2 separate regions of the Anas platyrhynchos genome follow, and region 1 is linked to region 2. Evidence: chromatin contacts called from public Hi-C data. All regions are on one chromosome and are shown on one strand. Each heading gives the region's core, a stretch centred on a gene start, on an enhancer-like site or on the middle of the called end of the contact. The rest is flanking DNA. Distances are from core to core; before and after follow the strand shown.

The links. A called contact is a pair of places that touch in the nucleus more often than the background predicts.
Region 1: a contact with region 2 is called in a Hi-C map of liver, with 2.3 times the contacts expected there. The contact joins two enhancer-like sites. A contact is called at or near these places in 3 of 8 Hi-C or Micro-C datasets (liver, skeletal muscle and subcutaneous adipose tissue).

The regions. Positions count from the first base shown.
Region 1 is chr20:748,634-752,182 of IASCAAS_PekinDuck_T2T, reverse strand. No RefSeq gene overlaps it. Among named protein-coding and RNA genes, the nearest start is that of PAFAH1B1, 14 kb to the right of the region's middle. Within about 2 kb of position 1,497, at least 8 of the 8 cell types and tissues checked have an H3K27ac peak or open chromatin away from gene starts, as enhancers often do.
Region 2 is chr20:708,743-712,274 of IASCAAS_PekinDuck_T2T, reverse strand. It overlaps PAFAH1B1 (platelet activating factor acetylhydrolase 1b regulatory subunit 1), which reads left to right. Exons shown (of 11, transcript XM_027472459.3): 9 at 904-1,005; 10 at 1,644-1,800. Among named protein-coding and RNA genes, the nearest start is that of PAFAH1B1, 25 kb to the left of the region's middle. Within about 2 kb of position 1,399, at least 3 of the 8 cell types and tissues checked have an H3K27ac peak or open chromatin away from gene starts, as enhancers often do.

The sequences.
Region 1 (3,549 bases), core at 248-2,747, 40 kb before region 2:
CTGAAATTAACATGAATTTAGTCTGCTGCCAGTGAAAGCCACTGCAATTGAAGTAAATTGTTAGTTTTACCCTTAAAAAGTCTTGTAAAGCACTCCCTTTGCCTAACCAGGAGATGGTCACCTGTCTGCTGGCAGGGTTTCTAGCCATCAGAGAACAGAGGGGCAGGAGAGGCTCCTAGGACATGGAGAAGACTCCCATCTTCTTGTCATAAACAACAAACAAACCTACAAACCAGCCTCTCCCGTGTTACAGACATTTAGAGCCGGGTTATGTGACACCCCTGATGGCACCTGGCTGGGCTCAATTACAGTCTGCGTTCCAATTGTATGTTCCCTCAGCAGCTTTGCCAGTGGCATCTGAGAATGTGAGATTGTTGATAAAAAAAAAGCCTCAAAGTACATTAATGACAAAGTGATAATATCTTTGAACTCATTTGGGTTTGTTTCTTTCACATGCTGTTCATCAACACTCTAAAATCAAAATAAACAAATGTAAATACTCCCTAGCTGAACAATGCTGGTAAAAAAAAAAAAAAAAAAACATCAATAGAGATTGAAGACAACTAAAATGGCAAAAAAATCTCTGGACTTATCTCGGACTTTTTGTTTTGAAATACGTAAAGCTGACCACTCCTTTCTTCATCTTCCCTCCTCTCCCCTCTTTGGGCACTGTCTCCATCCGTGCATACCACTGCGCTCACTGACTGCCCTCAGGAAGCCGAAGAAAAGCCCCTTCTGATGGCAGCGTTCTAACAGCAGCTACATTGAGATACAAGAAGGCGGCACAGAGTCCTGATCCCTGGATATTTCACAAACGCTCGAAGAAAAGACAATGGCGTTTCTGGACCTAGCCAGCACGAAGAACTCGTTATTTTTTTTTTTCATAATAAATGAATGTCAGGACTACAATTGCCCGGCTTGCTCTCTGTGCACCCTGCAGATTGTGGGTGTCCCCAGCTCTGCTGGGGGAGCTGCACGAGCACGCTGCAGGCAGGGGCAGGAGCGCTGGGCACCCCTGGGTGCCCCATGGGTGGGTGGCAGGGGCAGCAGCACCAGGCAGCGCTGCCAAGCCCTGAACTGGGAGCCTGCGTCCTGCCACCGACAAGCAGAAACTTGACCTGAGAAAGCCTTTCTCCCTCCAAGCTCCCTCGCACTGAACATCTCCCTCCCTGCGTACGGCCGGCGGGCGGGGGGCAAGGTGGGCAGCGGGTGTCGGGAGGCGAGTGGGGTGCCTGCGTCCTTGCTGTTTGCGGGCAGTGTCTGAGGAACGTGAGCCACAGGTAGTTATGGCAGTCACCGCTGCTACACAGCTGCGTGGTACGGGGCGGCCGGCGGCGTGCTGGCTGCGGGGCGGCTGCACGAGAGGCTGATTTCAAAACACAGACACGTAAGCGAGGCAGAAACCCCACCTCCACGTGATTGCCTGAGAGGGATCAAACGGGTGGAAACGCCACAGAGAGACACACTCCTCCCCTTGTTGCTGCCACAGCTGTGGTGGGGAGAGGGGGAGGAGAGCGGATGATGCAAGGAGCTTGGCAGCGCGCTCAGCAGGCGCAGGCTGCTCGCCTTCCAGAGAGAGGCAGCCGGCCTGGGAGAGGGCCTGGGAGCAGGGATGGCTGCTGGGCCTGGGAGCTGGGCACTGGGCCTGGGCCTGGGCCTGGGCACTGGGCCTGGGCACTGGGCGCTGGGTGCTGGGCCTGGGTGCTGAGCCTGGGCCGGCCTCTGCTCTTCCTCCAGCAGTGCCCAGCCTCGGCAGCCCGCCCGCGCCCACCGCGTCCGGCCGCTGCATGATTTACGCCAGCAATACCAGTTCCTAGTCACTTATTTGCAGAGCTCATTAAAAAGGGTAATTAAATGGTCATAGCGCCCCCAGCCTTAACCCTTTTTAGAAGATGAAGTGGGTAATTAGGCATTGTTAGCTCCGTTTTGCATCTATGGAAACTGGCGAGAGGCTAATGCAAGGTCATGGGGCTACTCGGAGTCAACTCTGGACAATAACAGACCAGTTACTGACTCTTTCACCCCAAAATATTGGGGTGTTTTTGTTAATTTCAAGGAATTATACATCAAAACTGCTATTCCTGTCCTATCACTGAGAAATCTCCTACATAGCGGCATTGCATGATCTGAATCAAGCCTTTGAGAGCTGGAAATGAACACTCGCCTTCATTATTGCATCTGCCAGGTGAGACAACCACCTACTCTCCATACGAGCTGGTATTTGTGTGATGTAACCAACTCTTCTTACAGCCCTCCTCTTGTACCAGTCCACAAGGAAGCAGTCAGCTGTGACGAATCTGATACCTGCCCTGTGGAACTGAGGTTTGAGTTATTAATTGTAGCTGCCTAGGTACAGCCACAAAACCCTGCAGCCTGTTCTTTGTACGAGTTTTTCATTCACGCTCACTGCAGCAGCAGTGCTGAGATTTCAGACAAGACTGTACCGTGAGCACACCGTTCGTGAGTCACTGGATACTGCAGTTCAGACTGCTGTACCCTTCGAGCTATATATAGACCTATTCCTACAAACTATTATCTCACTTTTGGCCAGTCAGCGTGCTTCATTCATAACTGTTTATCTTGCCCTAACCGGCAGCCTAAAGGTGGAATGCTATTTTCAGACTGTGAGAGGAGCTTAAAGAAAGCTGAATTTTTAAACACTCTCCTTTCCCTCATTTTCAAAATAGCACGCAAGATACTAAAAATTGAAAATCTCTATTTTTTCACAATATGTGTACAAAACTGACATGAATTTTCTCTACTTGCTTGTCTCAAACTGATTGCTAAGGAGTGGAAAAGACTTCAAATGTTTTCAATTTTAGCTCCACTCCTATGGAGGACAAACAAGGCCTAATAAAAGACCACTTCGTGCAGGGACCTCTGGCCAGTCACCAACGTGGAGAACAACTACATCTGACAGCCAGAGGACTGTCTGAACTATCGGATTCATTGGGCTATCCCATCTCACAAATTCTGGTTGTTTTCCAGAGCTTTCTTAGTAAATCTATGATTATACCCACATAATAATAATAAATTTAAATCCGTATTTCCCTTAAAATCTATGGAAAATCTGTAACTGATTTCAAGCTGAGAGGGGGCAGTAGACCCTTTTAGTAGTGTTTGTTTAACACAAAGCACCCTACAAAATCCACTGAAGTGAAAAAAGCCTTTGAAATACAATTGCTTTTACCAAATGTTGAAACAGTAGAAAAAGCAGAGCTCAAAAACTGCCCTTATATCTAAAATTCTTCATGAGGGCTGAGTGGAGGACAATTTCTTGCCAAGTAATTCAAGCATAGTCAAGTGAGTTCCACCTGTGCCATAACACCAGCATCAGACTTAGCTCGCATTTCCTTAGGTGGGTTAGTACTCAAACACGGTTCAGGAGTTAAATGAACTGGGCAGTTTCTTTCCAATACGGACAGAACATTCCTAGTGTGGCACAGTCCTGCTCTTAGGTGCTGTAAAAGAAGAATAGTGGAGACATCCAGAATATTTAGACAGCTTTATTGCTTATAAACAAGCAAGTAAAATAAAATAAAATAAAAT
Region 2 (3,532 bases), core at 150-2,649:
TGGCTATTAAATCTTTAAGAAAGGCTTACTAAAGGTCAGCAAAAATTTTCCTGTTAAAGATGACAAAGTGTAGAAGGAATTGACTTTTATTTCTAGTTTAATGAACAGAACAAACATTTCTACCCTGCCCATAACGAACCTGAATACCCCAGGAGAAAAGCAGCTACACTGAAGGCAGGAACTTGTCTGCTGATAGATCTTACAGATTATTTCAGTCAAATTTTACTTGCATCCTTAAAAGATTCTTATAATCTTTTAATTAAGAGTAATTAAAGCTAAACTCCAAATGTTCACTTCCTCTTGCAGTGATGATTATCTGAAGTGGTGTCTCCACTGCCCTCTGCTGGTCTGATCAGCTTTATAGTCACATTGCAGTACTTAACTTTGAGCAAGAAGCAAGTTAATCTGACATTCACAATTGAAGCATTTCATGTTCTGAGAATTAAGTCTCATTCATACTTTGCTTGATATCAATTGGCAATAAGCTCAGAGTAGGGACTTTCAAAAAACTCTTAGGCTTGCGTCATTACTTTTTATGAAGAATGAGGACACACAGGTATGTCTGAACTTCATACTCGTTTGTCTGGAGATGTGTGACTCTACTTGAACCGCACCTACCACTGTATTCCATGTCTTGCAGTAGGCAAGTTTGGATTCAAAGTATTTTCGGTATATGAGCAGGACACATAATTCTTTCAACAGATTAATTCATTTCATTTTTTGCTTGTTTCTCCTAGTATTAGCAACAAAATGCCTGCAAATCCTAGCTTTAGCGTTGTGTGTTTATTAGTTGTAAGTTGTCATATAATCTAATTTTTCTAAGAAATAGCACTCAAAGGATCTGCTTTCTACCTCTTCTTTCCCCCCTGTATATGCCATAACTTAAAACATAATTTTCTGCAGACTAAGAAGAGTGGCAAGCCTGGGCCTTTTCTGCTGTCTGGATCCAGAGACAAGACCATTAAGATGTGGGACATTAGCACTGGCATGTGCCTTATGACACTTGTAAGTTTATTGGTGTTTTTCTGGTGATGATAGCTGTGTACTTAACTCCAACTTTAATGTAGTGAATTTTCTTTTTTTTGTAAAAAAGACAAAGTTGTTGTAATAAGGCACACACTGGAAATAGACAGTTTTAATGGCTTCTGTATTTCAGCTCTTGTTGCTGAGAAATACTAAGAGTTTCAAAATAGGTAGTATAAATGCGGGAGCGTGGTGGTGTAGTTGTTATAATGAGTAGCTTGATTTGCCAGTGGAAATGCTGATAATCAGCTGAATTTTGTCTTCAGTGGAATGTCATTCTTTCAATGTGGTGGTCTTCCTGTGGGCTCTGGGCTGTTGTTTTCCAGCCTGTGTTCAGGTTGGCCTAGATGTCAGCACTTGGGGTGGGGAGCAGGATCGGTGGAGGTCACATGAGAACTGCTGTTTGTTTGCTTTCAAGGACAGGAACCCACATTGTTGATAGTGCTGATATAATAAATGTAATAATAGAAACTGAAGATAAACTTCAAATTCTTACAGGTTTTAGAAAAATAAATGATCTTGCAGGGACAGAGCAAAGAGTTGCTCAGTTTGCCATAGCATAAATTGTAGAGCATTCAGCTTAAAACATGCATCTGCTTACTAATGTCTCTGTGCTTAAGGTGGGCCATGATAACTGGGTACGTGGCGTTCTGTTCCATTCTGGGGGAAAGTTTATTTTGAGCTGTGCTGATGACAAGACTCTACGTGTCTGGGACTTCAAGAACAAACGATGCATGAAAACCCTCAATGCGCACGAACACTTTGTTACCTCTTTGGGTATGTATTGTTCCACAGTACTCACTGAGACATTCAGAACCAGAGATACAAATTTTTCTACATCTTTACCAGTTGAAGTTGAGTACCAAGCTAGGCATTCACATTTTGGAATTCCAGTGAAGTTTTGTGCTATACGTATCTTAGTCATATAAGGACAGATAGGAATTTAGAGTGTTAGGAGTTTTTGCTCTTCTGTTACCGGTGTTGCACGTTGGACAAAGACGTTAACTGTCAAGGTGTTCTGGAACCCTTCATTGCTGAGTGTGCAGGGATTTGGGGCAGAGCTGTATTGCAAATGCTCGCCAACAACAAAAAATGCAGGGGACAAGGTAAAAGAGTCAGGAAATAATGTTAATTTTAATTACTGGGCATTCTAGTTCGGCATTACCAGAACTTAATAGATGTCAGTTCCCCCCTACCCTAGCAAAAACACTCCTCACTCAACAAAACTAGCTTTACTCTGGAATCTTCTGTATTGTTTCTTTCTCTGTGCTCCTTGGCCAGTTTCTAGTTTCTTCATTAAAGCTTTTTGTGCTAGGTTAGCAGCAGACCTGGAATTGGCTACTAAGGATTTCTAATAAAACTATCCGTTCTCATCAAGATGCAGAGTTTCTTACTCAACTGCACTCTTAATTTATTGAAAACAGCTGATGAACAAGGGCTAAAGAAAAGTTAAAGAACATTAGTGTTAACGTTAGATCCTTGGAATTGTCTGCTTCAGTTTGTGGATTGATTTGCTGAACCTTTTCTGTACAATGAGGTGTTTTGAATCATAGAATCATTTAGGTTGGAAAAGACCTCTTAAGATCATCTGGTCCATCCTTTAATCTAGCACTGCCAAGTCCACCATTAAACCATGTCACTGCGTAGTACATGTACATGGTTTTTGAAGACTTTTGGGGATGGTAACTGAACTTCTTCCCTGGGCAGTCTGTTCCAATACTTCACAACCCTTTCAGTGAAGAATATTTTTCCAAATATCCAACCTAAACATCCCTTGGTGCATTTCAAAGCCGATTGCTCTTCGTCTTTCACTTTGTGCTTGGAAGAAGAGACCAATCCCCACCTTGCTTATAGCTTGCTGTAAGGTAACTGGAGAGTGTGATAACGTCTCCCCTGAAACATCTCTCCAAGTTAAACAGCCCCAGCTCCCTCAGTCACTCCTCAGAAGATTTATTCTCTAGACCCTTCACCAGCTTTGTTGCCCTTCTTTGGGCACACTCCAGGCCCTTGATGTCCTTCTTGTAGTGAGGGTCCCAAAACTGAACGCAGTACTTGAGGTGCAGCCTCACCAGAGCTGAGTACAGGGGAACAATCAGTTCTCTAGTCCTGCTGATTCTGATCCAAGCCAGGATGCCGCTGGCCTTCTTGGCCACCTGGGCACACGGCTGGCTCATATTCAGCTGACTATCAACCAGTACCCCCGGGTCCCTTTCCAGTGGGCAGCTTTCCAGCCACTCTTCCCCCAGCCCTTTGATACTTCATGGATAAAACCGAGTACTGTCTGCTGACCCACCCAGTCCAAAACGTGGTTGCATATATGACATATTTTGGGATCTCGTGAGCAACACTAACACTGCACATTTGTTTTAAACATCAGCTCTGCTGTCTACAGCAAAAAGTAAAAGTTTCTTGACTTCTGATTCTAACCTTAAACGTAAATAGATGATGATGTCTTCTGGTAATATTCAAGGACTTTATCAGCTTGAGGTATTTCAAACTTGCCTCTGTT